Linked DNA regions of Capra hircus: region 2 is linked to region 1. The links are chromatin contacts, called in public Hi-C maps. All regions are on one chromosome and are shown on one strand. The core of a region is the stretch at or near the end of the contact, and the rest is flanking DNA. Distances in the headings are between cores, read along the strand shown. Region 1 overlaps TEC (tyrosine-protein kinase Tec). Region 2 holds the start of TEC (tyrosine-protein kinase Tec).

Region 1 (5,759 bases), core at 1,205-3,704:
TAGTGACCCCATGGACTGGAGCCCACCAGGCTCCTCCATCCATGGGATTTGCCAGACAAGAGTACTGGAGTAGGTGGCCATTGCCTTCTCCAATTAGTTAAGAGAATATTTTTCAGTCTTTCAGATCCTGCTGGTTTATAATGCATAATGAGAGCTCCAGTTACTGTTCTTAAGACTGTTTTTAAGAAGATAGATATTTTCTCTATCAATGAGAAAGCTTTAGGGACAGGCAGAATCCAATCTGTTCTCCTTTTTTTTTTTTTTTAATGTAAACCATTTTAAAAGTCTTTAGTAAATTCGTTAACAATGTTGTTTCTGTTTTATGTTTCTTTTTTTTTTTTTTTTTTTGGTTGCAAGGCACGTAGGATCTTAGCTCCCCAATCAAGGATCAAACCCACACCTCCTGCATTGAGAGGTGAAGTCTCAACCAGTGGACAGATGGGGAAGTCCCCTCCTCCTTTATTTCATTTTTCAATTGCTTTCAGAAATTGATCAGAACTATAGCTTTGTTGAATGTGGTCCCAGTTCATAAAGTGGGGTCCACAGAAATGAGATCTTAATACCCACAATTCTGAGGCCTGGTTAATCATTTCAGGCTCCAAATAAAATAAGTTACCGGCTTGTATTGAGATTAGAATTTGTGTTTGGCTGCTACAACTGCTTAAAAGAATCTTGACAAAAAAAGATCTTATATTTTTTTTCTTTGTATTTTTCTCTTCCTCAGTCAGGAAAGGCCTTTGTATTGGCCAGTCTCGTGGTGTTTGCTGGGCCAAAAGCAGGTGCTCATCCTCTTATAAAAGCCTGAAACAGTGATAAAAAATTTCATGTGTTTAGAGGGGCCAAGCTAAGTTTTGTAATATTGGAACCCTCAGGAAATATGACTGGTGGAGGGTTCTGCCCACAAAAGGCCATCTAAAACAAAACAACGGAGAACAAAAACTCAAGTGTAGAGCTGACAATTTGAGGGACTTATCTAGCAGTTCAGTGGTTAAGGTTCCATGCTTCCTACACGGGGAGGGGTGTGGGGGCGGTGGGAGGTGTGGGCATGGATTCCTGGTCGGGAATTAAGATTCCACATGTCACACGGCCAAAAAAATAAATAAACCAGACAATTTGAGTTGATCTTCTTTGGCCAACTTGCTCATAGTCCCATGGAGAGATTGAGCTGCAGAAAGCAAGGAAAGGGGTATACTTCTGAGTATGAAGTGGGAGATGGCAGTATCCATCTTTCCTTAGGAAAAATTTCCTAAGGGTTAAAAGGGGCGCTGATATGCAGGGGCTTAGCACAGAGCAGGGAGGGCAGGCGCCACTGCTTGGCTGTGGCAGAATTCCTACAGGAATTCTGAGGAGGCTACCTGAGGAGGCTACCAGGGGTTAGGACTGTGGTAGAAGCAGTACGTCTGGAAGACCCAGGAGGCCTCCTCTTCTGTTTTGCTCCGTTTCTTTCAACACTTGGGACCTTTGTGAAGTTCACTAGGGGAGTCTTCATGATGAGTTGAGATGAAATCTACTGCCTGTTGGTGGGATGGAGGCTTGGGGTTAGATTTAATTTGAATTAAAGACAATATTGTAGTGACATTTCCTGCATATTTGAGTCTGTGGGGTAAAATTCATTCTTGCTGTTATTATAATAGTGAAAAATTAGAAATGATTTTTATGTTAACTAATAAAGAAGAGCTTAAATAAATTATGGCACATCCAGAATGTGAACTATATTGCTTTGCAAAGATGTGTGTGATACACTGTTAAGTGAAAAAATCCAGGTTCTGATACAGCAAGTATAGTTTGATCTCACTTTAATAATGAAAATGAGAATGTTAGCATACATATGGGTCTTTATAAACATATGGGTAGAAAAAGTCCACAAGTATGTACATCCAAATGTTACTCGTGGTTTTCTGTTTTATAGAGAATATGCATGATATCTTGTTCTTATTTATTGTTTGTCAATGGTGAGCAGTATTGCCTTGCTAATTCTAAAAAAAAAAAGAGAACAATTAAAATACCTCAGGTCTTAAACATATCTTTTTCTGTTCAGATGGTATTGCAGAAATATGAATAGGAGCAAAGCCGAGCAACTCCTTAGAAGTGAGGTAAGTGTTTGTACTTGTTTTGTGGGTTTGGTTCCAGCACAGAATCAATTGAAATGAATTCCTGATTAGTAATTCCACCTACCTCTGTGACCAAAGCCTAAAAAAATACCATGATGTAAGTACAAAATTTTTTTTTAAGTCATTTAAAAGTGAAGGCTGCTATATTTGTTTCCTGGGGCTACTGTAGACAAAGTACCACACACTGAGTGCTGTGCTAAAGTACCACAAGCAGGAGTTTGTTGTTTCACGGATCCGGATCCGAAGGTTAGAAACCTGAAATCCAGCTGTCAGTAGGCGGGGCTCCTCTCGGGGGCTGTGAGGGAGGGATCTGAATGAGGCCTCTCTCCCTTTCTCCCTGTGGTTCTTCCCTCTGTGTATATCTGGCTCTACATCCAGATTTCCCCTTTATAAGGACTCCAGCCACATAGAAATAGGGCTCCCCGCCCCATGGTCTCATTTTCTCTTGATTGCCTCTGTAAATCTCCACAGAAGGTCACATTCTGAAGTACCAGGGATCAGAACTCCAGTGTGTGTTTTTCAAGGGGGGAAAAAACTCACTATTGTTCAGTCGCCCAGTCGTGTCTGACTTTTTGCTACCCCATGGACTGCAGCAGGCCAGGCTTCCCTGTCCTTCACTATCTCCAGGAGTTTGCTCAAACTCCTGTCAACAGATTTATAACAGTGGATAATAGCTATACATGGCCAACATTTTCTTCACTGTTTCTTACTGATTTATCATTTGCTACCTTAATGTTAGTACTTATATGTATTTTTCTTCTTTGCCTCAAGTTGTTTTAAAACCGTTTTAACATCAGTCTTACATGCTATCTTTTATAAATTAAGTGTTAACACAGTATTTAGTTGCCGTTAGAAATGTGCTAAAATTCTTGCACTTTAGAAAGAATTACAGTGGCAAGATGAAATCTAGTCTAGAGGAAGCTAAGTGGACTGAATAAGGAGACCCATCCAAGTCTAGCTGTGACTTTTCTAGTCTGTTTTTTACATCTGTAAGGCAGAGATGTTGTATTAAAAGATGGCCTCTACAGTTCTCTGAATTTATGACCTAGTTATTCTATTTAGTAATAGTTCTTTTAAACCTGTGCTTTCTCATTTTATCTCCTGCTTAATATCCCTAGTTGAGGTTTGGTTGGGTTGGGTGCTTATTGCTTATTTCTTGTAGTTTATGTTGAGAGAGCAGTACATGCATGCATGCTAAGTTGCTTCAGTTGTGTCTGACTCTTTGTGACCCTATGAACTGTAGCCTGCCAGGCTCCTCTGTCCATGGGATTCTCCAGGCAAGAACACTGGAGTGGGTTGCCATTTCCTCCTCCAGGGGATCCTCCGGACCCAGGGATTGAACCCATGTCTTTTACATCTCCTGCATTGGCAGGCAGGTTCTTTGCCACCAGTGCCACCTGGAAAGCCCATACTGGAAGAGAGCAATAGCAGGTGATCATGCTTGATTCAGAGATCAAATTGCCAACATCCATTGGATCATCGAAAAAGCAGAGAGTTCCAAAAAAACACCTACTTCTGCTTTATTGACTACGCCAAAGCCTTTGACAGTGTGGATCACAAAAAACTGGAACATTCTTTAAGAGATGGGAATACCAGACCACTTTACCTGCCTCTTGAGAAATCTGTATGCAGGTCAAAAAGCAACAGTTAGAACCAGACATGGAACAACAGACTGGTTCCAAATTGGGAAAGGAGTATGTCAAAGCTGTATATTGTCACCTTGCTTGTTTAACTTATATGCAGAGTACATCATGCAGACTGGTTGAAGGACAAGCTGAAATCAAGATTGCTGGGAGAAATATCAATAACCTCATATACGCAGATGATGCCACCCTTATGGCAGATAGCAAAGAGGAACTAAAGAGCCTTTTGATGAAAGTGAAAGAGGAGAGGGAAGAAGTTGGCTTAAAGTCCCACATTCAGAATACTAAGATCATGGCATCTGGTCCCATCACTTCATGGTAAATAGATGGAGAAACAATGGAAACAGTGACAGACTTTATTTTCTTGGGCTCCAAATCACTGCAGATGGTGACTGCACGCATGAAATTAAAAGGCTCCTTGGAAGAAAAGCTATGACCAACCTAGATAGCATATTAAAAAGCAGAGACATTACTTTGCCGACAAAGATCCGTCTAGTCAAAACTATGGTTTTTTATTAGTCATGCATGGCTATGAGAGTTGGACTCTAAAGAAAGCTGAGCACCGAAGAATTGATGCTTTTGAACTGTGGTGTTGGAGAAGACTCGAGAGTCCCTTGGTTTGCAAGGAGATCCTAAAGGAAATCAGTCCTGAATATTCATTGGAAGGACTGATGCTGAAGCTGAAACTCTAATACTTTGGCCACTTGATGCAAAGAACTGACTCATTGGAAAAGATCCTGATGCTGGGAAAGATCGAAGTCAGGAGGAGAAAGGGACAACAGAGGATGGGATGGTTGGATGGCATTTCTGACTCTATTGACATGAGTTTGAGCAAGCTCTGGGAGTTGGTGATGGACAGGGAATTCTGGCATGCTGCCGTCTATGCAGTTGCAAAGAGTCAGACACACCTGAGTGCCTGAACTGAACTCGACTGATGCTTGATTCATATGACATGTCACCTCTCTTCCCATTCTGTGGGTGGCTCCACAGTGAAAGGCCGCTGTAGGGCAGTGGGTACCTAGAAGGCTTAGGGTCTAAATCCTGGCCCTGCTGTTTACTATCCATTTGACCTGGGGCAAATTTCCAACCTTTCTGTGCTTCATTTCCTCACCTGTAAACAGGTAAGGGGATAATAGTACCCACCTCCAAAGACTGTTTGGAGGACTGAGTAGGTCCACATATAACATAAGAGTAAGTTTTCAATAAGTGTGTGTTTTACTAGGGCCTTCCTTGGTGGTCCAGCGGTTAAGACTCTGCTTCCCCACTGCAGTGGGCACCTGGTTGATCCCTGGTTGGGAAACCAAGACCTCATGTGCCACACAGTGCAGCCAAAAACAAAGGAAAATAAGCGAACAAACAAACAAAATGTGTTTTACTAGAAAATCTTCCAGCAAAGAAAAGGAACAGCTTCATAGAGTGAAATCATTTCCAGGAAATTTTGCGTAAGCAAATAATGTTAAGTAACTCAGGGGAAAAAAAGTTTTACTGACCAATAAATTATTATGATCATTGTCCCTAATTGTTCTTATCGGATTTATTTTGGGGGCTTTATTTCATTCCATTGTCTTTCCTAGGAATAAGGAAAAACTTTTATTTTCATCTGCTAGGCACACTTCCCAAGCAGGTTCAGTGATGGAGACTGACTGTGGCGTTATTGGTGGAGAGGTGTTTGAGGTTCCTAGCTTCTGTTTCTTGCTCTTTGGCTTAGAACTTGATGAGGATTTATCTTTTGACCATTCAGTATGTTTCAGCCTTTTGGTTTTCTCTGCTTAACTTGCTTGTGCTTCCGTCTCTCCTTTTGTAAAGAGTGATATTTAACATAGATTTCTAGGAGAATTAAGGACTTTTAAAAATGTTTCTATGAAGAGCACTGAGATATTTACAGGAAAAATGCTATGTGGACAAAGATGATATTGAGCTAGGATTCAGGACTTCTAGCAAATATGAAAAATGTATGAAATGAAACCCAGTTGTTAAGAAATACCTTTTTCAGTAACTGTTTCCC
Region 2 (5,759 bases), core at 1,859-4,358, 130 kb before region 1:
GATTTCAGATTTCAGATCCATCATCAGATTCCTTCTTTGGAAGAGTCCCAACCTAAAAGTTTGAGTTACATAAGCCTAACCTTGTATACTATTTTCTTTTCTTAAAAAATTTTTTTTATTGGAGTATAGTTGATTTACAATGTTGCGTTAGTTTCAGGTACACAGCAAAATGAATCAGTTATACATATATATATATATCCACTCTCTTTTAGATTCTTTTTCCATATATGCCATTTCAGAGTTATGTATACTAATAAAAGAATGAAATTAGAACACTCCCTAACACCATACACAAAGAGAAACTGAAAATGGATTATAAACCTAAATCTAAGGCTGGATATTATAGCACTGTTAGAGGAAAACATAGGCAGAACACTGACATAAACTGCAGCTAGATCTTTCTTTACATTAAAAAAAAATTTTTGCATTGGTGTATAGCTGATTAACAACCAATGTTGTGATAGTTTCAGGTGTGCAGTGAAGGGATTCAGTCATACATAATATGTATGCTGTTTTCTATTAAAGCTACTGCTCATTCCACATAAGAAATAGTACAGGTTAAATTTTTTTGTAAGTCTACCACATCCTGAATTCAGTTTTACACCTTTTCATTAATGTAGCTGAAGCTCTCTTTCTGACACTATCTCTAAAAACACTGCTGAAAACCAATGCCAGTACTCTCTACTGGCTTTGGAGATGATATACATGTGTTAATCACCTACTTATGCTTGTTGACTGGTAGTATAAACAATGCTTTCTTCAGGAAATGGTATAATGTTATGGAAACTAATTATTACCAATAGAGTTACATTTACCTAGATGTTTTGTTTACAGATCAGTCTATGGTTTTCTTGAGATCAGAGAGTGACAATACAGACCTTCTCTTCTAAGAAGAGAAGTGATTTATGAAGGTGTTATGTGAGGATCGGGATTTGCTTCCCTTTCCATCAAACTTAACAAACTTTAAGAGCCTCATTTCCACCAAGTCAAACACAGGAATCACCAGACTTGCCTCCCTCCAGGGAAAGAGAGCTGAAAATCAGTTCTTTTAATCACCACAAGTATCTGTTAAACTCTTAAGACAGTAACTTTTACCTTTTTTGGGAGCAATTTGATGAAAATTCTAAGTTCTCTCCCTTATACATATATATGTGAGCATCTTTTCTTGGGAGAAAGCCAACTTTATTACCATAATTACATAATTATAATTTGTGCACACACAAAAGTATACATTTTGCATACTTTCAGAAGGTTCCTGACCTCTGCTCCCTCAAAGAACACCTTCCCTGGGGGAAATTCTTTAACCAGTCAACAGGCAGCAGAGAAGAGACTGGGGCTGCGAAGAGGCAAGATCACCAAAGAGAAATTTTACTAGATTCATTCTGAGACATCATACTCAAGGCCCTCACCTGAGTGAAAGAGGTTTTGGAATCAGAAAGCCTTGGTTCAAATCTGTGCTCTCTTCCCATCGCCCCTTCCTCTAAGGCAAATCATTAATCATCACATTTTTTTTTCTGTAAAATGGAATCTTATCAGACTTCTCAGGGTTATTGTATGAGCAAAAGAGAGATAATGTATAGGAAGGCATGCTTTTAGGTCTCCAACAAGCACGAGGTAGAATGAGGATTAATGAATGTGACTTTCCCTTTGCTTCATCTTCAGGCTGACTACCTGGCTGATCAGCTCCCAGCTCCACTGTCACCTCCTTTGAGAAGCCTCGGGAACAACTAGATCTGTGGTCTTCCCCTCCCCACACTCTCAATTCCATCACCCTACTGTATTTTAGTCAGGAGGCTTCTTGCACGTGCAATGGCTTCATTTTTCACTTGCTTATTGATGACTGACTGTCCCTTTCGCCCCATTATACTAAAAGCTTCTGGAGGGCAGAGTCCTTGTATTTCTCTGGGCTCTAACAGCTCATGAGACATGTGCTGTGCCCTGCTTAGTTGCTCAGTCGTGTCTGACTTTTTGCAACCCCACAGACTATATAGCCCGCCAGGCTCCTCTGTCCACGGGATTCTCCAGGCAAGAATACTGGAGTGGGTTGCCATTTCCTTCTCCTCATGAGACATGGTGGACACTCAAATTTGGTGAGCCAGGAGAGCTGTGGTTTAGCGTTCAAAATCAGGAGGCAGACTACAGGGATTTGAATTCCAGCCTTTCAATTTGTTGTTGGGTGACATTAGGTACGTTCTTTAAATTCTCTGTGCCTTTCACCCTACATAAAATGGTGGACTTTTATGGAGTTGCAGAGAGTCAGAAAGGGCTGAGCCACTGAGCGAGAACACACACACACACACCCCCCCGACCACATGACCTGTTGTGATAGTCCCATGGGGTCACACACACACAAACACCACATGACCTGTAAGTGTATCAGATGCGCTCTGCTGCTTCAGGTTGGACAGAAAAAGACTTATTCTTTTGGTAAAACACACACACACACACACACACACACACACACACACACACCCCCCGACCACGTGACCTGTTGTGATAGTTCCATGGGGACACACACACCCACACACCCACACCCACACACACACACACACACACCCCGACCACGTGACCTGTTGGGATAGTTCCATGGGGTCACACACACACACACACACACACACACCCCACGTGACCTGTAAGTGTATCAGATGCGCTCTGCTGCTTCAGGTTGAACAGAAAAGACTTATTCTTTTGGTAAAACTGGCTGCTTCGCTCCACCTCACTGCGTTACCACCTGGCTCGCCACCATTTAGCGGAAGGGGAGGTGCGGGCCCTAGTTCCGATCGAGTCCCGGGTCACCCACAGGTGGCACTGCTCGGGGCTCTCCCGGGCCAGGGGTGTCCGTGTCCTCGCGGGGCGGTTGAGGGGGGCAGGAAGGAGGAGGTTCTTGCGTCCAGGAAACACCAGGGACGTTCCCGCGACTTCCCCGAAACTTCCGCTGGGTCCCGGGAGTCGGAACGCGTAAGCGACCCACTCCCACCTTCAGTCTCAGCACCGCAGCAGAGCGGTGGGAACAGGTCGCCGCCGGCCTCCGGCAGCTGGAGGCGGAGCCCTCGCGGGCCGGGCGGTCGCCGGGCCGGCCGGGGCGGGGAGAGCCGAGGAGGGGCGGGGCTCCAGGCACAGGACTCCGAGGCTCGGGCGGACTTCAGTGTCCCGGGCTCCGCGAAGCCGGTGCGCTCCAGCCAGGTAAGGGCGCTGCGGGCAGGCGAGGGCGGCCCCGGGCCTGCGCCACTCGGGGCGGGGAAGGGTGGGTGGGGATGTTTGCGGCGAGAGCAGGGTTCCAGCAGCCCAGAGGCTGACTGTCGTGGAACCAGGAAGGATTTTCTCTACCCCGCGCGGCCGTGAGCCCGAGCGCGCCTCCCCAGGTGAGGAACCCCGTCCCCTGCGGGCTACGGAGGGACAGGTGCGCGTCCCGGCGTAGCCGCGCCTTCCGGCGGCCGCAGCCTCTCCGTCCCCCGGGCTCCGGCGCTGGCTTCTCCCGAGGAGCGCCCGCCCTTCTCCTTGAGTCTCGGGACAGAGGCCGCCCTGCCCCAAATTCAGCGTTGGGTTCACTTCCCAGCCGCGCCGCGGACTTCATTCCTCCTCTCTGCTTGGGCAGCAGCCAAGTCTTGATGCGAGAGTTGGCAGAATCGACAGGCTTTCCACGGTTGCATGTGTCTGAGTGCCTGTCCCCACCAGCCTTACATTTTTTTTTTTTTCAGCCTTACATTTTTAAATCTGGGAAACTGTGTTTGAATCTTGATAGGGAGTCGGTGCATACATCTGTTGGGAAAACTAGGGCCTTGACTCCGGGGTGTGCGCTTTCCTTCGGATCCTAAATTTCCTTTTGGTTTGATTTTGTTTTTTTTTCCTCCATGGAAGAAGAACAAGTTGCTGTGTATCAGATTCGGAAACAGTCTCATCTGTTGCCATTCTTTGGAAACTGGAAGACTTGATTAGAAGGGTAGGTCTCAGTGTTAAGTTAGAACAACAGGATGACTGGTGGCTAAGTGGGTTTGAAGCTTATCCAGAATAGTTAAGTGTTCTGAGCATATACCCTGTGTTTTTCCAGTGAATGCCCATTTTTTTCCTCTTAGGAAATTCTGAGAATTCACTTTTTTTTTCCTAGATAATTCTTCCCTAAAGAGCTAGAAAGGAGGAAACACTCCAACAAACCAGTAGGTTTCCCAAGTAAGTTTAGGATTTAACAGGTGGGTTTGTGATACTGGTAGGTTAGTTGTTGAGAATTGCATGGAGTGTCATGATTTACATGGAGAATAGAAAATGTGTATAACAGTCTCCTTAAGTATTTGAATTTTTTTGTTTGTTTGTTTAGGTACATTTTCATTGTTTAGGGAAAAACCATACTTTCCCAATACTCCAGTTAATCTGATCAGTATATTCTTTTGTCAGTTCTAGGTGCTTACTGCATTTGTGTTAATGATCTTGATTCTTCCCAGAGGGTGTGTACATTTTGGTTTGTAGAACTGTATAGGGCAAGTGTTGCAAATACATGGGAATCAGTGTTGTTTGACTGGCAAACCTCTAGTTTGCCACACACAGGTTCTTGAACTAGAATTTTGACATCTTCCCAAATAGAAAAAAAAAAAAGAATATTAATGTATGCCCTAGCACTGTCAACCTGTTCCTTGCTTATTGTGTATCAAAATAGTCATCATATTTTGTCAGCAGCTAGTCACTCAAGGGCAGAGTCTATGTTTTATCAAATCATAGTGAATCTCAAGAAAAAGGCTATCTTTGTTTCCTAAGCTGACCCTGGACAGGATGGCTGGTGGCATTGTGGCTGTGTCTGGCCACATTTTGCTTGAGGAAGAATTGCTGGTAGAGACCTTCCTCTGTGTGTACAGAGCGCTGGCAGCCTGAGCCTTGCGCTCCAGGCATATCTCTACCTACAGGTTCCTCCAGGTTGACCTGGTTGGTGCCTCCCTTCCCCACCCCAGCTCTTCCAGCTCCTTGGCTTCCATCCCACTGCACTGCTCCCTGGGATTCCACCCCTGGAGAGAATCATTTTCTTGTTCAGGGCAGGGATAGTCCACGTAGTTGACAGGGCTGTTGACTCCCAGCTTGGTGCATAGATGCTGTTGATGATGGGGCTGCCCGTTTCAGAGCCCTTACTGTGTTCTTTTTCCAGTGTACTCAGGCAAAGTGGGGCAACTGACGTTGAACTCAGATCAATCGCTGTGAAGGCTAGCTGCCTTGGTTGGATTAACTGGAGTCTGCTAGAAAGGAGTGCAATTGGTCCATGGTCCCTGGCAGTTCTAAAATTATCCCGTCCCAGGAGATTATGCCATGAGACTAGCTTTGTTGAAAAGAACCCCAGAGGAGAAAGGCATAGCAGTTGTCTTCACCTACAAGCATGCCTCCACCCAGGCTTGCCTTTGCACCTCTGCTCTGGCTCAGCCAGTCCTTCTTGGTTTGGATTATAACTATTAACTTTCCCACTAAGTCTGACTGTTCAGAGCTCAGATGACCACAGCTGCATGGTCTAGATGTAGAAATGATATTTTCTTTTGTTTAGGTGAAACAAGGCTGGAATTTTCCCAAACATTGTTATTAGGGAAACAGAGCAAAAGCAAATAATAAAAGGGCACAGAAGCCACTATGCTTTTTGTTTTGTTATATTCTTCTCTTTCTTTTCAGTTTTAGTTTTAAACTTTTAATCCAAGTTACATTTTTCCCTCTCCAGAAATAAACACTTGTGATTCCATGAGTTGGTTATATTGATATTTATTCCTTGTAGGCGATACGTGTTGCATTTTTCA

The links. Hi-C and Micro-C count contacts between places; a contact is called where the count stands out from the background.
Region 2: a Hi-C map of blood shows a contact between it and region 1, with 2.0 times the contacts expected there. The contact joins the promoter of TEC here to the enhancer-like site in region 1. A contact is called at or near these places in 3 of 5 Hi-C or Micro-C datasets (all in blood).

The regions. Positions count from the first base shown.
Region 1 is chr6:67,390,741-67,396,499 of ARS1.2, reverse strand. It overlaps TEC (tyrosine-protein kinase Tec), which reads left to right. Exons shown (of 18, transcript XM_018049428.1): 9 at 2,039-2,093. Among named protein-coding and RNA genes, the nearest start is that of TXK, 23 kb to the right of the region's middle. Within about 2 kb of position 2,454, at least 1 of the 5 cell types and tissues checked has an H3K27ac peak or open chromatin away from gene starts, as enhancers often do.
Region 2 is chr6:67,524,914-67,530,672 of ARS1.2, reverse strand. It overlaps TEC (tyrosine-protein kinase Tec), which reads left to right and starts at 3,108. Exons shown (of 18, transcript XM_018049428.1): 1 at 3,108-3,183.